Linked DNA regions of Mus musculus: all the other regions are linked to region 1. Evidence: chromatin contacts called from public Hi-C and HiChIP or PLAC-seq data. All regions are on one chromosome and are shown on one strand. Each heading gives the region's core, a stretch centred on a gene start, on an enhancer-like site or on the middle of the called end of the contact. The rest is flanking DNA. Distances are from core to core; before and after follow the strand shown.

The links. A called contact is a pair of places that touch in the nucleus more often than the background predicts. HiChIP or PLAC-seq counts read pairs in DNA pulled down with a chosen protein or histone mark.
Region 2: a contact with region 1 is called in an H3K27ac HiChIP or PLAC-seq map of the HPC-7 cell line, with 5 times the contacts expected there. The contact joins two enhancer-like sites. A contact is called at or near these places in 1 of 39 promoter capture datasets (the SN4741 cell line), 3 of 15 datasets of contacts at CTCF or cohesin (the NIH/3T3 cell line, large pre-B cells and pro-B cells), 15 of 484 Hi-C or Micro-C datasets (B cells, the C10 cell line, CD8 T cells and 11 more), 6 of 115 datasets of contacts at active chromatin or transcription factors (the HPC-7 cell line, acute myeloid leukemia, cardiomyocytes and 3 more) and 2 of 9 other capture datasets (embryonic stem cells and pancreatic islet).
Region 3: a Hi-C map of regulatory T cells shows a contact between it and region 1, with 2.7 times the contacts expected there. The contact joins two enhancer-like sites. A contact is called at or near these places in 3 of 484 Hi-C or Micro-C datasets (embryonic stem cells, nephron progenitors and regulatory T cells), 4 of 115 datasets of contacts at active chromatin or transcription factors (embryonic stem cells and memory CD8 T cells) and 3 of 9 other capture datasets (adipose tissue, embryonic stem cells and pancreatic islet).

Annotation. Positions count from the first base shown.
Region 1 is chr17:27,673,989-27,678,851 of GRCm38.p6, reverse strand. The region is part of intron 1 of Pacsin1 (protein kinase C and casein kinase substrate in neurons 1); the gene reads right to left. Among named protein-coding and RNA genes, the nearest start is that of Pacsin1, 21 kb to the right of the region's middle. Within about 2 kb of position 3,216, at least 15 of the 459 cell types and tissues checked have an H3K27ac peak or open chromatin away from gene starts, as enhancers often do. A contact at or near this core is called in the HPC-7 cell line and regulatory T cells, where this site is marked.
Region 2 is chr17:27,766,001-27,770,926 of GRCm38.p6, reverse strand. It overlaps Ilrun (inflammation and lipid regulator with UBA-like and NBR1-like domains), which reads left to right. Exons shown (of 5, transcript NM_001033279.3): 4 at 2,688-3,016. Among named protein-coding and RNA genes, the nearest start is that of Spdef, 40 kb to the right of the region's middle. Within about 2 kb of position 3,171, at least 52 of the 459 cell types and tissues checked have an H3K27ac peak or open chromatin away from gene starts, as enhancers often do. A contact at or near this core is called in the HPC-7 cell line, where this site is marked.
Region 3 is chr17:27,798,181-27,803,200 of GRCm38.p6, reverse strand. The region is part of intron 1 of Ilrun (inflammation and lipid regulator with UBA-like and NBR1-like domains); the gene reads left to right. Among named protein-coding and RNA genes, the nearest start is that of Ilrun, 20 kb to the left of the region's middle. Within about 2 kb of position 2,995, at least 231 of the 459 cell types and tissues checked have an H3K27ac peak or open chromatin away from gene starts, as enhancers often do. A contact at or near this core is called in regulatory T cells, where this site is marked.

The sequences.
Region 1 (4,863 bases), core at 1,967-4,466:
CCACTGCTCAAAACCTGGGTCCAAGGCTGGGGATGAAGGTCAGAGGGAGAGGACAGACCTAAGCAGGTGGATGGGTAAGGGTTACACACACACACACACATACACACACGGATACACACAGATACATATACATACACACATACACACACAGATACACACACATAGAGATGACACACAGATATACACACACAGATACACACTCAGATACACACACACACACACAGAAGGAGACAGAGAGACACAAAGAGACAGAGAAACAGAGAAAAGAGACAGAGACAGCAGAGACAGAGACAGGGAGCAGGTACAATCTGTATTGCCCATCAGACAAGTAGAACTCTGGCTTCACCACAGGCATCCTGCTTCAGAATATGCACCTCACAAGCCTGGGGCTCTGTGTATGAGATCCTCGTCCGCTGGGCCGTGGTGGCACACACCTTTAATCCCAGCACTTGGGAGGCAGAGGCAGGCGGATTTCTGAGTTCAAGGCCAAGCCTGGTCTACAGAGACCCTCGTCCAATGCACAGCTGGAAGATGAAGCCGGCACCAACACTGTGCTGTGTCTAGATAAATCCCACGCTAGAGTCTTGAGTATGTTCAGCCAGTATTTCCTGAACACCTACTATGTGCAGTGCTACCCTTCAGAGAAGGGTGGGGCACACAGCAGATAACAAGCCTTACACCATCCATAAAATCAGGGTCATTTCATGCCAAAAGGGGATTTACATGATAGATTATGCAATTTCAAATGCTAGCCCCTGTTATCTGGGAAAATGAAGCTGGCTAAAAGGAAAGACGGTGAGTGTGAAGCCATTTTAGAGCTTGTGGTGCTCGGGGATGGGGCCCAGGGATGTGCTCTACCACTGAGCTACACCCCCGGGCTACAGCCTCTCTCTGAAGAGGTGACATTTGAACAGACCTAAATAGAGGGAGAGAGGGAGATGTGTGATGATCTGTGGGCAGAGCATTTCTGGCAGAGAAAACAGAAAAGGCGAGTGTCCTGAAGTTGGAGGAGGGGGTGGGGGAGGAGGAGGATGGGACCCAGAACTACTGGATGGGTGGATGGGTGTAGGGTGGGCAGGTGGATGGACGGATGGATGGGCCAGGTGTGATGTGCACACCTTTAATCTCAGCACTAGTGAAGCAGAGGCAGGTGAGTTCAAAGCCAGCCTGCTCTATATGGTGAGTTCCAAGCCAGGCAGGGCTATAAAGTGAGACCCTGTCTCAAGAAACAATAGTAGGTAGATGGTCAGGTGGATGGGGATGGATGGGTGAGTGGGTAGACAGGTGAGTGAGTGGGCGAGTAGGTAGCTAGATCATGGATCAGTGGATGGGGGGGGGGGAGTGGATGAGGAGATGATGATGGGTGGAGATGGGGTAGGTGAGGTGGTTGGGTGTCGAGAAGAATTACCCAGACAGAGAACAAGGCCAGGGTAACAGAGAGGGAAGTGGGACTCCAATGCTATAGGACTTTGTCAGCCATATTGAACATCCAAACGTACTCTACAATGAGGGAAGGAGCCTTTCTTGTTGGTTCCTTGGAAGGACTCAACAGCATAATAAAAACAACAGGGGGGGGGAGGGGAGCAGTGAAGTCTAGAGAGAGAGAGAGAGAGAGAGAGAGAGAGGGAAATCGCACAGAGCTCAGAGACTATTCAGTCTGAACCATGGGAAGATGGGTATTTGAGAGGAGGAACGGCCAGAGGCTTGCTGGCACTGGAAGATGGAGCATGCTCACTTGTCTGAGGCCAGAGAGAGGAGGAGAAAACAAGACCTAAAAGGGCATTCAAAGAGAGGGCAGAAAAACAAACAAACAAAAACACCCAGATAGATAAAAAATGCAAACCAGCAACACCAAGGCAAAAACAACACTGGGTTCTCAAGAACCAGAAGCCATTGGCGGAGAAGCAGCCCTTGGTCCAGGGGAAAGCAGACCACAGTGGCTTGCTCAGAAGATGGAGGCTGGGCTGGTGAGAAAAGAGCTGTCCCACCCAGACCCCTCACCCCCACCCCCATCCCCACCCTGGTCCTGAGAGGCTACTCGTGTGGGTGACTTGGGGTCAGGTCTCAGGGAAGGACTCCGAGAGCAGGAGAGTAAGGTGGATAAGTAATGAAGCCTGGCAGATGACAGGCTGACAGGCTCCAGTTCTCTGGAGTTCACTATAGTGTGAGCTGAAGTAACAGCATAGCAAAGTAACAATTATCACGCCGTTATCGCTTTGTCTCGGTGCTCTCCCAATTTAAATCAGCTTAAAGGACTTTCCACTGAGGGTAGGCTTTTCTAATCCTCCTCAAAGAATAAAACAACATCAAAGTGTGACTCAGATACATATTAAAATATACATTTAAGTCGGGTATGGTGGAGCACGCCTTTAATCCTGTCCCTGGGGAGGCAGAAGTGGGAGAACCTATGTGAGCTCAGACCATCTGGGACTACATAGTGGGATCTAGAACAGCCAGGACTACACAGTGAAACTCTGTCTCAAGTCAATTCCCTTGTTTCATTAATTAATAACACAGCCTCGGCCACCAACTGGACATTCCTGAAGCAAGAAGTCCAAGGGACAACAGACACTAAGGGGGCCACCGAAACACATAATGCAGGGCTGGGCATGTGACTCGATTGCTGAAATGTTTGCTAGCATACATGAAGCCCTGGCTTCTATATCCTACACCACATAAAACAAGTAGTGCTTAGAGGGCACAGGTAGGCGGATCTCCATGAGTTCGAAGCCAGCCTGGTCTACAGAGTGAGTTCCGGGACAGCCAGGGCTACACAGAGAAACCCTGTCTTAAAAAAAGGTTGGGGAGCTGCCTCATCCAGTAAAAAAGAAGAAAAGGAAGGGAGGGAAGAGGAAGAAGGAAGGAGACGAGGTGAGGGGAGGGGGAGGAAAGCACAAGCCAGTGCAATGCCAGGCCTCATGGAACCCAAGGCGTGCTCCTGCACCTCATACTCTAGCCTCCTCTGTTGTGACCCCCAACAGTGTACAGCTCACACTTAGGGGTGCAGCATCCACAGTCATGCACTATAATTAGAAATGACGCTCCGGCCCTCCATTAAACAGCACTAGCAATAGCATGAGGCAAATGGAGCCCAGCCAGCCCCCAGGAGGAGACGACCAGGAGCTATGCCTTCCCTCAGGACAACACCCAGGCACTCTGGGCCGGCGAGTCCCTCCTCTATTTCTGCTATTTCAACCTGCAGGGGGCAGTGGGGACATCCAACTGAAGTGTGGAAGTCAAGTGTGGAAGTAAATGTCTGTGCTCCATAGCCCTTCCTCCTCTGCCTTCCTGACTGGTCTCAGATGCACGTGGGGGAGGGTACAGGGTGTGGCTCAATCGTATGCGTGTGCTTACTTGTGTAAGGGAGGCCCTGGGTTCCATCTCCAGCACACCCGCACACACACAGGCACACAGAGGCACACACATACAGAGTTGTGCACACACACACACAGAGGCACATACATACAGACACACACACACACACACACACACACACACACACACACAGAGTGGAGAGGAGTACAGAAACACACACACAGACTGGTGTCCACCACGATTTCCTCAACTCAGCACTGGCTGACATATGAGGCTTTCCTGGGCTCTGTGGGGCCAGAGCAGCATTCTGGGTCTGACTCCACCAGGCCCAACGGGCACCGTTCCCCAAGACATGTTAAAACATGCAGACATTGCCAGGTGTCTCCTGGGAGCAAGTGACCCCAGACTAAGGAGCTTTTCAGCAGAGTGGGTACTTGTTAAAGCACAGATTGCAGGCTTCTGTGGTGGTTCAGGCCTGTTATCCCAACTTGGGAGGCTGAGGCAGGAGGATGTCTAATTCAAGGTCTGCCTGAGCTACAAAGTGATCAAGGTGAAACGGGATTAACTCAATGAGACCCTGCCTCAAAACAAAAGGTAAAAACACAAGCTTAGCCCATCAGTGGTGGTGCTCGCCTTTAATCCCAGCACTGAGGAAGTAGGAGCAAATGGTTATCTTGAGTTGGACCCCAGCCTGGTCTACAGATGGAGTTATAGGACAGCCAGGGCTACACAGACCCCCAAATTTTTTAAAAAATATTTATTTTTATTTTTATGAGTACACTGTGGCTGTCTTCAGACACACCAGAAGAGGGCATCAGATCTCATTACAGATGGCTGTGAGTCACCATATGGTTGCTGGGAATTGAACTCAGGACCTCTGGAAGAGCAGTAGGTGCTCTTAACCGCTGAGCCATCTCTCCAGCCCCCTCCCCTCAAGTGTTTTTGAGCCAAAGTCTCACTATGTACCTATAACCACACCTGGTCTCTGAAGGTGGGTGCTGGGGACTTGAACTCAGGATGTCACGCTTCTTTTACTCATCTTCAATGTCACCCGTGCAGCAGCCCACATCAGAATTTCAGTCCTTGTCAGGGCTGGGTAATATTCCATCTACATGCACATTGCGTTTTGTTTATTCATTCCTCTGCTAATGAACGCCCTGCAGCCATTGAGAACAACGGTGGTTAAGGCCCAGTATCTACTTAGTATCTCCTTTGGAAACCTTCTTGGAGGTAAACTTCTCAGTACCCAGAAAAATTGGAAACAAAAGATTTCAGTTCCTGGACCACAGGGAGTACCAGCTGTCCTCCCAGTTGGCTGGGCGATTTTTGCAGTCCTGTGTAAGGCACGGGTCCCAGTGTTCCCACATCCTCCTCAACAATGACCGTTTTCTATTTTGGAGCTAATGGCTGTCACCAGCAAGTGCGAAGAGGCATCTTTTGTGGACTTGATTTGCATTTTGTTAGTGATTACTGATGTTGGATACTGTTTTCACCGACCATCTGTGTGTCTTCTCGTCTTCTCAGGCGAAGTGTCTATTCAAAGCCCTT
Region 2 (4,926 bases), core at 1,922-4,421, 92 kb before region 1:
TTCAGCATCTTAGAGATGAAGTGAGTGAGTTGAAAGAGCTGTATGCTCTGCACTAGAGGGTCCCATTCAGCCTCACGAGTCAGTCTGCTGTCCCTCACCGACACACCCAGGTGCTCCCAGAAGTGACATCATTTCAATATAGTACTTTATTTCGGTGATCTGATATTTTGTTTTATGTGTTATCAATACAGTCTCTGGTTTGTAGTTCTTTTTTAAAAAAAAGAATACCACTTTTATCCTATTTTAATTAGTGTTTATAATACTGGGAATTAACTCATGCATGCTAGGCAAACACTGAGCCTGCTGAGCTAAGTCTCTAACCATTAATGCTTAGCTCAGTGGTCAAGACTACCAAGCAAGACATACGAATGGTCAGCTTATTGTAGCATTGTTGCCTTTCTGTTGTTTTAAAGTAGTTCATTCACGTTTGTCTGTGCAGGACAAATTCACTTTGAATTGAGAGGTTCAGATGCTGTCCCCAGACAGTGAGATTGTTCCACAAACACGTTGTACTGTCCACGGTGGGCGTCGGACTCTTTCTATCAGGCATCTCATGGGACACTCTTTGACAGATGCTTGGCAGGCTCAGCTAGTAGGGAAGGCAGAGGTGGCACGGGTATGAGGCACAGTGGTCAGAACTGCTGGTGGTCTCTGCAGACGGCCTTGGTTCCCTCGAGCTGACTGCACTGCACGTCTAGCCATACGGAGAATAAACTTTAAGCCAGTCAGGTAGAAAACAAGAAGTAGGAATATAACTGAATTGTAAGATGGGACACACAAGGTCCAGGTAAAAAGCCAGCTTATGCCTCTAATTCTAGCACTGGTGGGTGGAGGCAGAAGAGTCCTGAAGTGTGCTGTCCGGCCAGTCTAGCCAGTCGGTGAGTGAGCTCCAGGTTCAGGGAGAGACACTGACTCCAGAGATGAGAGTTACAAAGGGAAGGTACCAGGCATCGCTCTCAGGCTCCATGCTTGCTCCCACAGCCTTACACCTATGCAGACATGTTCACTTCAGCCAGACAGCTAGCAAAGGCAGCGACTCCCCAGGGCCTGCCAATAGCTTGTTCCTGAGGACCACATCACTGTTTCCCTAGATTAGCTGGTGTGGGGTCCAAGTCTGGTCACTGATAAAGTGGCATGCCATCCATGGTGTCTTAACCCAGTGCTCCGCCTCTCTGGGACACTAAGGGAGAAGAATTGCTGTGAGTTTGAGCCCAGGCAGGGACACATAATGAGACCCACATCTCATATGGAAGTAGCTGGTGTGAGGACGTAATTTGTTGTTTTGATGTTTTGAGATGGGGTCTCTCTGTATAGCCCTGGCTGTCCTGGAACTCATTGTGTAGACCAAACTGGCCTCAAACTCCCAGAGATCTTTAGCAGACACAGAATTAGAAGCAACTGACACTGTATTTGTGTGTCTGGAATGTGTGCCTGGAATACTGTGAGCCACAGTCTTGCTTTGATGACTGTCGCTTCTTTTTCTCAGAGGAAAAGAATCGCTAGTTCCAGGCATGAACAGCAGGTGTCGCTGCAGCTCTGCTTGCTTTGCTGCACAGCTCCTAGACTGGCCAGTTCTCAGGACAGCTCCCAGAGCACTGAGTGTGTATGGAGGTGCTGCACTGAGGCTACTGTCCTCATGGCCGCAGGGCAACACTGAGGACGGTCCTCACTCCTCCTCTAGAGTCTGCATTGCTGAGCCTTGGCATGGGTCATCGTCCATACCCTGCATCAAAGGACACAGTTCCTTTACTTTCTGTTTGTGCCCTACCTTTGACAACAAAGATATCAGAGATGAGGTTATCACCAGGTATTGATCTGTTTAGGGATATGGTTTCACTGTGCAGTTCTGGCTGGCCTGTGACTAAAGACGTCCACCATGTGCCCAGCCAGTCCCACAGAACCCACATCTCACAGAGGTCTACAGCCCTTGTTCCAGGGAATCCAACACCCTCTTCTGGCCTCTAGGGGCACTGCACGCCTATGGTGCACAGACACAAAGGCAAACACTCATCAAACACACAAAATCAAAATAAGTAAATCTTAAAATATATATATATATACACACACTTAATGGGACTGTGTAGTCAGGTCTCCCTCTGACACATAAGGACAGAGCTCATGAAGCCCAGGTTAGCTTAGGAAGCCTGACTCTTCTGCCCCCAGTGTACCTACAGTAAAGCATGGTACTCCTTATGTTTGCTTAGCTTGCGTTCCGCGTGCATCCTTATTATTTATAATGCCTTTTGCTGCGCTTCTCTTTGTGAACAGTAGGTGGTCATTTTAAATTACCTCCCAAGTGGGACAAGGCTAACTATGTTGTAATTCTAAAGTCAGCATTTTTAGCTTCAAGAACACTGCCTTACCAGAATGATCAGGGTTAAGCACATGCACAGAGAGCAGCTCGTTGTGAACTGGAGCGCTCCGGTTCCGCGTGCTCGCTGGGAGTGACTTGCAGATATGACCGTCAGCTGGGAAGGAAGCCCTCCCTGCAGCCTTGGGGGTCCCACCACAGACATGGGCCAGAGCTTGCCCTTGGCATTACTGAAGGCAGAGAAGCGTGTGCTGGGCACTCAGAGCACTGCCTGCGGAGCTCGGCCTCTCAGGTATAGGTAGTGTTTGGGTTTTTGGTGGTGACGGCCTGGGCCAAGGGTGGGCCTGGCATTGACTCAGCTGCCTTTTTGTTTCAGATGTCATCTGGGTGATTCTCAGTGTGGAGGTGGGTGGACTTTTAGGAGTAACGCAGCAGCTGTCATCTTTTGAAACGGAATTCAACACACAGCCACATCGCAAGGTAGAAGGAAACTTCAACCCGTTTGCCTCTCCCCAAAAGAACCGACAATCAGATGAAAACAACCTAACAGACCCTGGGGGTTCCGAGTTCGACTCGATCAGCAAAAATACATGGGCTCCTGTTCCTGAGCAAAGCGAGCAAGATCAGGATAGACTGTCACAGAGCTCTGTAAATCTGTCCCCCAGCAGTCCCGCAAACAACTTATCAGTAGTGACTTACAGTAAGGTAGGTGCCCTCGGAGGAGGGGCAGGTGGTGGGCCCTGGGATTCCTGACACTTCTTCGTGGCAAACCTACAATGCTAGACCACCACTGCCCAGAGCAGCTGTGGCTCCTTAACTGCTCAGCACTCCTGCCCGTAGTCACCATGAGTCAGCCGTCTTTCTTCCCCGTGTGAGTGCCCTGTGGCTGCTGCTTCATCCCCATGTGTAATTCATTTCTGTCTCTGTTCTGACTCGGGTGTTGAAATCTGAGGCTATTTACCGTTAGTATTTTTAAAACTGTCAAAATATCATTATCAGTGCCTCCGGGGCAGGAGTATGCTGAGCTTCGTCATCTCAGCGCGCTATGCAGCGGGCTCCTGCTGTGCCTTCTCGCTCTGGGCGGGTTTATCCTGAGTAAAGTGTCCAGCTCCGTTATTCTATCCTAAGATTGTTGTCCGTGACTGTACTCTGTCACAGTGTTGAGTTCAGTTTGCTTTCCCTCATGGCTTCCTCCCCCGCACCTTGGAGTGGCTCAGAGTGAAATTTTGACTTTGCACATGTAGGAGATAAATGAGGAACTGACTGACATTCAGCATTCTGGCTCTTGAGAGGCTGCGCTGTGTGTGTGAATTGCCAGTTTCTGTGCTAGCCAGCTCAGTGGTTCCCACTCACTGTTCAGGTAAAGATGGCTCCCGGTTACTGGTTGGGCCTGAGCCCACAGCTAGGGTTGCTGTGACAACTCAGCTCTGTGTGCACACTCCTCCCATGTACAGAACTGTCTCAGGTCCACCTGTGCTTCAGGCTAACTCTCAGCCTTGGAAGGTAGACTGAGCTGTGTGCTGGAGGTCAGGGTAGTCTACTCACTGTGTTTTGTGGACAGTCATAGGAGCTAGCTTTATTCACTTGAGAGGATTCACAATGATTTCTGTGTGCTGAGGTGGTCATTGTGTCAGGTGGGCCAGGCAGTGACTTGGCCTGCGTTAAGGAAAGGCTCCACTATCTCTGGTTTTGAGGTAGGATCCTCCGTTCTGTGCCTCTCAGGTACTGGGCTTACAGGCTTGATTTCAGCACAGCTGGCCAGGACTCCACATCTTCATATTCACACAAGTTTTCTCTCTTAGACAAGGTCTCATAGCCGAGATTGGCCGCACATGTGCTGTGTAGCTGAGGAGGGTGGCCTTGAACTTGTTTTCCTGTGTCCATAGACGCTAACTACAGACAAGCCCCACACCTCATTCTCCACTGTGTTGAAGATGGAGCATGGCCTCATGCAAACTAGGCACACACCCTCCCAACCAAGCTACATCCTAAACCCAGAGTATTGTCTTGAAAGCTCTCTTTGTTGCCCATATAGCAAGTAGAACATCCAGCCTTGACCAAGCAAAGCCCCATTCAGTAGAAAGTCAACGCAGCTAAGGTCAGTGGAAGGGGAAAGTTGGCAGAAGCAGCTCACATACTCGATTGTTTGCAGAACAGGGCGCTGCTTTACTCAGCTGGGCCTTGTACTGAGCATGACAGCCGTCTCAGGGAGTTCTGGCTAAGGAGCTGATGTCAGTTCTAGCTGTGGACCATCTTCTTCTTCAGGGATTGAGGTTTCTAACCAGTTGCAATGGTTATTTACATGTTTACAACAGAGGCAAAGGGCTGAGCCTCCTGCCAGCCTAAGGCCCTGCTCAGCCCTGCTGCTAGTGCTAGACAGTGAGTGGGAGGAAGGCCACTTACTTCACGTGCTTAACTGACTAGCTTATACTCTCACTGCCCACCCCACCCCCATTTAAAAGTAACTTTTCAGTGCTGGAGAGCGCCCACATGGCAGCTCACAATCAACTGTAACTACAGTTCAGGGGCTCCACCGCCTTCTGACCTCCACAGGTGCCAGGCATGCAGAGCAAACATCCATACACATAAATTTGGTTGATTAATTGCTTGCTTGT
Region 3 (5,020 bases), core at 1,746-4,245, 120 kb before region 1:
TGGTAAAACTAGCATTCTCTAAAGGTACAGTTAATTCTCCTTTTGGAGTAAATGGCAACAGATTCTTTTTGTTTGTTTTTTGTTTTTCGAGATGGGGGTTTCTCTGTGTAGCCCTAGCTGTCTCTGGAACTCACTTTGTAGGCCTTGAACTCAGAAATCTGCCTGCCTCTGCCTCCCACCACTGCCTGGCTCAGTGACAGGTTTTTAAGAGAAGGTATCTCGTAATTAGCTCAGGCTGACCTCCAATTCATTGATCCTCCTTGAATTATAGGTGTGCACCACCACTCCTGCTGTGAAATTAAGGTTTTACCCTCTGCTTTGTTCTTCCTCCCCCTCTCCTCCTTTTCCTTCCTCTCCTTGTTTAACTTTGTGCCAGTCTTCCTCCCCTCTTCCCTTCCTTGTGTTGTACAAGCTGTGAACTCCTGAGTGAGCTGAGTTCACCTCTTTTTTTTTTTTAGACAATATCCTTTTCTTTTTCTTTTTTTTTTTAATAAAGATTTATTTATTTCATATATGTGAGTACACTGTCTTCAGACATACCAGAAGAGGGCATCGGATCTGATCCCTTTTACAGATGGTTGTAAGCCACTATGTGGTTGCTGGGAATTGAACTCAGGACCTCTGGAAGAGCAGTCAGTGCTCTTAACTGCTGAGCCATCTCTCCAGCCCCTGAGTTCCCTCCTAAGTGATGGGCTTGCAGCATAGACTGCCTACATTCTGGGCTGCTTTGTTTTAGCAAGGTCTCCCTCTAGCCCATGCTGGCCCAGTCTGGCACCACAGTGGTACAGCTTCTCCTGTTTCAGCCTCTGGTGTGCTGGATCACAGGTATCACCTGTGCAACCTAAGCTAGTCATAAAATGATAAGGACTCCTAGATTGGCAGTCAGAGCTACAGTCCCGGCTGACACAGTTGGGTCCCAAGGCCTGCCTGAGCTACAGAAGTGCCCGGCACTGCATTTAGTGAGTCCTTGCTTTAAAGGAAGAAAAGTAATTTTTCAAAGCCCATTTATTCTGAAATGCATAAAAAAATGTTTGAGTCGTTTTACACGTCTGAGCCCTCAATGCTTGTCTAAAGCATGTGATGCCTAGGGTATGAAGATGTTAACGGAACTCGAGTATGCAGTAGACCTTTGCAAGAGCTGTTGTTTGTTGCATTTGCAGTGCTGAGATTGAACCAACCTATAATACCATAACCTTTATTTCTAGGGAAAAACTGTTGGATGGCATACCATGGCATATTTATGGTGGTCAGGGACAACTTGGTTCCTAGGTCCCCTGTAGGACCTAGGGACCAAGCTCAGGCTGCTAAGGTGATAGCATATAATTTATCCAGTATGTCTCCCTCGATCTAGTATATAGCTTTTATTTTTTTTTGTTTTATTCCATTTATTTCTTTTGTGTGTATATTTGTTTGTGCACGTGTATCAAGGCTGTTATGTGGAGTCAGAGGACAGCCTGCCTCTCCTCTCCCACCTTGTACTCAGGCCGCCGTGGTTGGAACAGATGCTGGCACTTGCTAAGCCATCTTTATGGTCCGTGTGTGTGTGTGTGTGTGTGTGTGTGTGTGTGTATGTATGTACATGTGCGTGTGTCCTTGTTGATGTGTGCACACAGTGCCAGGGCTGTGGAGGCCAGTAGAGGGTATGTGGTTCTATGGTTGTGATTGTCTCATATATAATGTTTGTGTGCATGTATGTCTGTGCATCATATGCATGCAGTACTCTAGGAAGCCAGAAGAGGGTGTTGGAGTCTTTGGAACTGAAGTTACAGACTGAACTTGTGGGTGTGGGGAATTGAACCCAGGTTTCTTTGCAAGATCAGTAAATATTCTTCTATCCAGCCCTGTATGGAACTTTGGGTTTTGTTTTTTTGGTTTTTTTTATGTTTTTATTTATTTATTTTTTTTTTTTGAGACAGTCTTTATGTAGTACTGGCTAGTCTATAGCTTGCTGTGTAAACCAGGCTGTACTCAGATTCACAGACATCCTCCTGCCAGTCCCTCCCGAGTGCTGGGATTAAAGACCTGCACCCCTACGCCCTGCCTGTATGTAGCTTTTTAAAGTTACTTGTTTCATAACCACCGTGCAGTGGCCAATATCCACTGACTTCAGGTTGCACTTGCAGCTGAGGTGAGTGGCCTGCTCCGGGTTTGTTAGTGTAGTAGCTAGCGTTGGGTGTGTTGCACACTATAGAACTTACCTTTTTAAAGCTTGGAGACAAGCATACGGTTGGTTACTTCCTCTGTGGATGTTCTCTTATGTGGACATGTGTATGCCAGAGCTTGCTTTCATATCATCTCCAGAGATGGCATGGCCAGCCGGCACGTTCCTCAGGGGAAATGAAACTAAGCCACTTTGAGGCTGGTCCCTATGGGAAGCACAGTGTCCCAAGATCTCACAGGCAGGAATTCTTAGACACAACAGAAACATTTAATCAAAGAGATTGTAAAAGGTATATGATATTTCTTAGCAAAGCCCATAAATTCTGCCTTTATTATATTTCCTAATTTTTACAGCAATAACAGCTAAATTATAGGATAAATTGTGTATTCAGATACTTTTTGGCAACTTTAAAAAAATCAAACCTTTGTATTTTTTAAACCAAGAAACACCTCTTTGACAGTCTTAGGATCAAATCAGTTTGAAATTCTGCTTAGTTGCAGATTTATCTGCTCATACCATAACTCACTATCTGAGTTTCATGACAAACCAGAACCGTGTGTAAGGAGCGCTGTGTCTGGACATGCTTTGTGCGGTCATCCTGTGGTGTTTGGGGCAATCCACATTGTCTCCTCACAGTGGCTCAGAATTTCCAGAAACTGTAGTTACCATAGATACAGCGATTGTAAATCATTTCAGGAAATTAAATCCAGCGACCAAAACAAGGAGTTATTCTAAACCTGCTCTTTTGACCGAAACGTGAGTTGTTGGACCCCGAGGTGTGTGACGGAAGTGACTCAGCAGAGTGCAGCCTCAGGTTACATGCACAGTCTGCCTTTGTCCTCCTGAGTACACAGTGCAGTGCACATACACAGCACCGCCCTCAGACTTCGCCTCAGAGGTTTGCATTGCAATAAGTTCCTGTAACAATGTGGCTTCCATCTGCAAATTCATCTTAATACTTAGCAGCTTGAACCTGGACTGACTGAGGCAGATTACAGGGTCCTTCTGGGGACCCCTGCTTCCGGAGCACTTCCATCTTCACAGGAAGGAGGAGTGCCTTCCTGCCTTGGGCCTTGTTCTCCTCAGACTCGAGTGCTACCCGAGTGAAAGCAGACAGGAGGCCTGGCCAGAGCAGATCTGCTGCTAACTAATTGGATTTCCCTTTGCAGTGTGCCTTGGTGTGTGTGTCCGAGAGCAGAGGACGGCCACACTGGGGGTAGAGCATATGTTCCACAGCATAGGGGCTCCACAGGGCTAATCCTGCCAGGCTGTGGTCCTCCTTACAGTTGCACACTATGTCATTAGAATGAGTGTTTTATGCTTAGTGGCCTGGTGTTTTTCTTTTTTCTTTTCTTTTCTTTTTTTCTTTTGTGTGTGTGTGTGTGTGTGTGTTTCACTACTGGGGTTAAGACTATGGCTGTGTGTATACTCAACACTACCCCTGAGCTGTTCCCTCTGCCCAAGAAAAGCATTTTTTTTTAAAGATTTATTTATTATTATATATACATACACTGTTGCTGTCTCCAGACACACCAGAAGAGGTGTCAGATCTCATTATGGGTGGTTGTGAGCCACCATGTGGTTGCTGGGATTTGAACTCAGGACCTTTAGAAGAGCAGTCAGTGCTCTTACCTGCTGAGCCATCTTGCCAGCCCCGAAAAGCATTTTTTTTAACTCTGTAGATTTTTCTCTCTTTTCTTTTCCATCCCTGCCCTCTGCATTTACTGTGTGCATGTGTGTGACTACATAGTAGCCACAGCTCATGTGGCAGTCAAAGGAGTGCTTGTCAGGAGGCAGGCAGGCCTCTCCTTCTGTTAGTCAGGTTGTAGTGGCTAGCACATTGTCAGGCCTGGCACCAAATGCCTTTACCTAGTGAGCCATCTTACCAATCCCCTTCATATCCTCTCTGCTTTTGGGGGACTGGTGTCTCATATTGTAGCTCAGTCTAGTAACCTAGAACTTACTGTGTAGCCCAGGCTGGCCCCAAACTCCTGACAGTCCCCCTACCATAGCCTTTTGAGTACTGCGACTACAGACATCAACTCCCATGTCTGACTAGATGTTTCCTTTTGCTTTAGTTGATCTAAATTTCCCTGTACCTGAGAGCAGGCAGGGTCTCATGTGGCCCTGGTTAATAATCTTGAACTCGATATGTAACAGAGGCTGGCCTTTTAAAACTCCTGCTCCTTCTGTCTCTGCTTCTCGTGTATTGAGCTTACAGACATGCAGCACAATGCCCAGCTTGTAGTTTCAGTTCTTATGTTTTCTAATGTGTATGGGTATTTTGCCTGAATCTGTGTAGTAAAACACACACACACACACACACACACACACACACACACACACAGAGACACAGAGTGTGTTAGCTACAAAGTGGGTGCTTGGTATTGAACCAGGATCCTCTGAAGGAGCAGCAAGTGCTCTTCACCACTGAGCCGTGTCTCCAGCCCTGTGTGTGAGTAACAGTGCTTGCTCCCAAGCCTGAGGACTGGAGTTCATTATCCGTAGTCACATGGTGTTGGGGAGAACTAGGTCTAACAAGGTGTCCTCTCATCTTCACGTTGTTCCGGCAGCGGTACATTCATGCGTTCATGTAAACACACACTTAGTTTTTCAAAGTTCATACAGCATTTTCAATTGTAACTTTTTTTGGGTGAGTGGGGTGTACAATCTTGCTATTGTAGCCCAGGCTGGCCTTGAACTTGTGATAGTCCTCTTGCCCCTACCTTCCTGGTACTGAGTTCCAGCACTTGGGACTCAGGCAACTGGGTCTCTGAGTTCAAGGCCAAACTAGTCTATTTATCTGAGCTCCAGGACAGCCAGAGCTACATAATGAGACTCTTGTCTGGAAAAAAAATG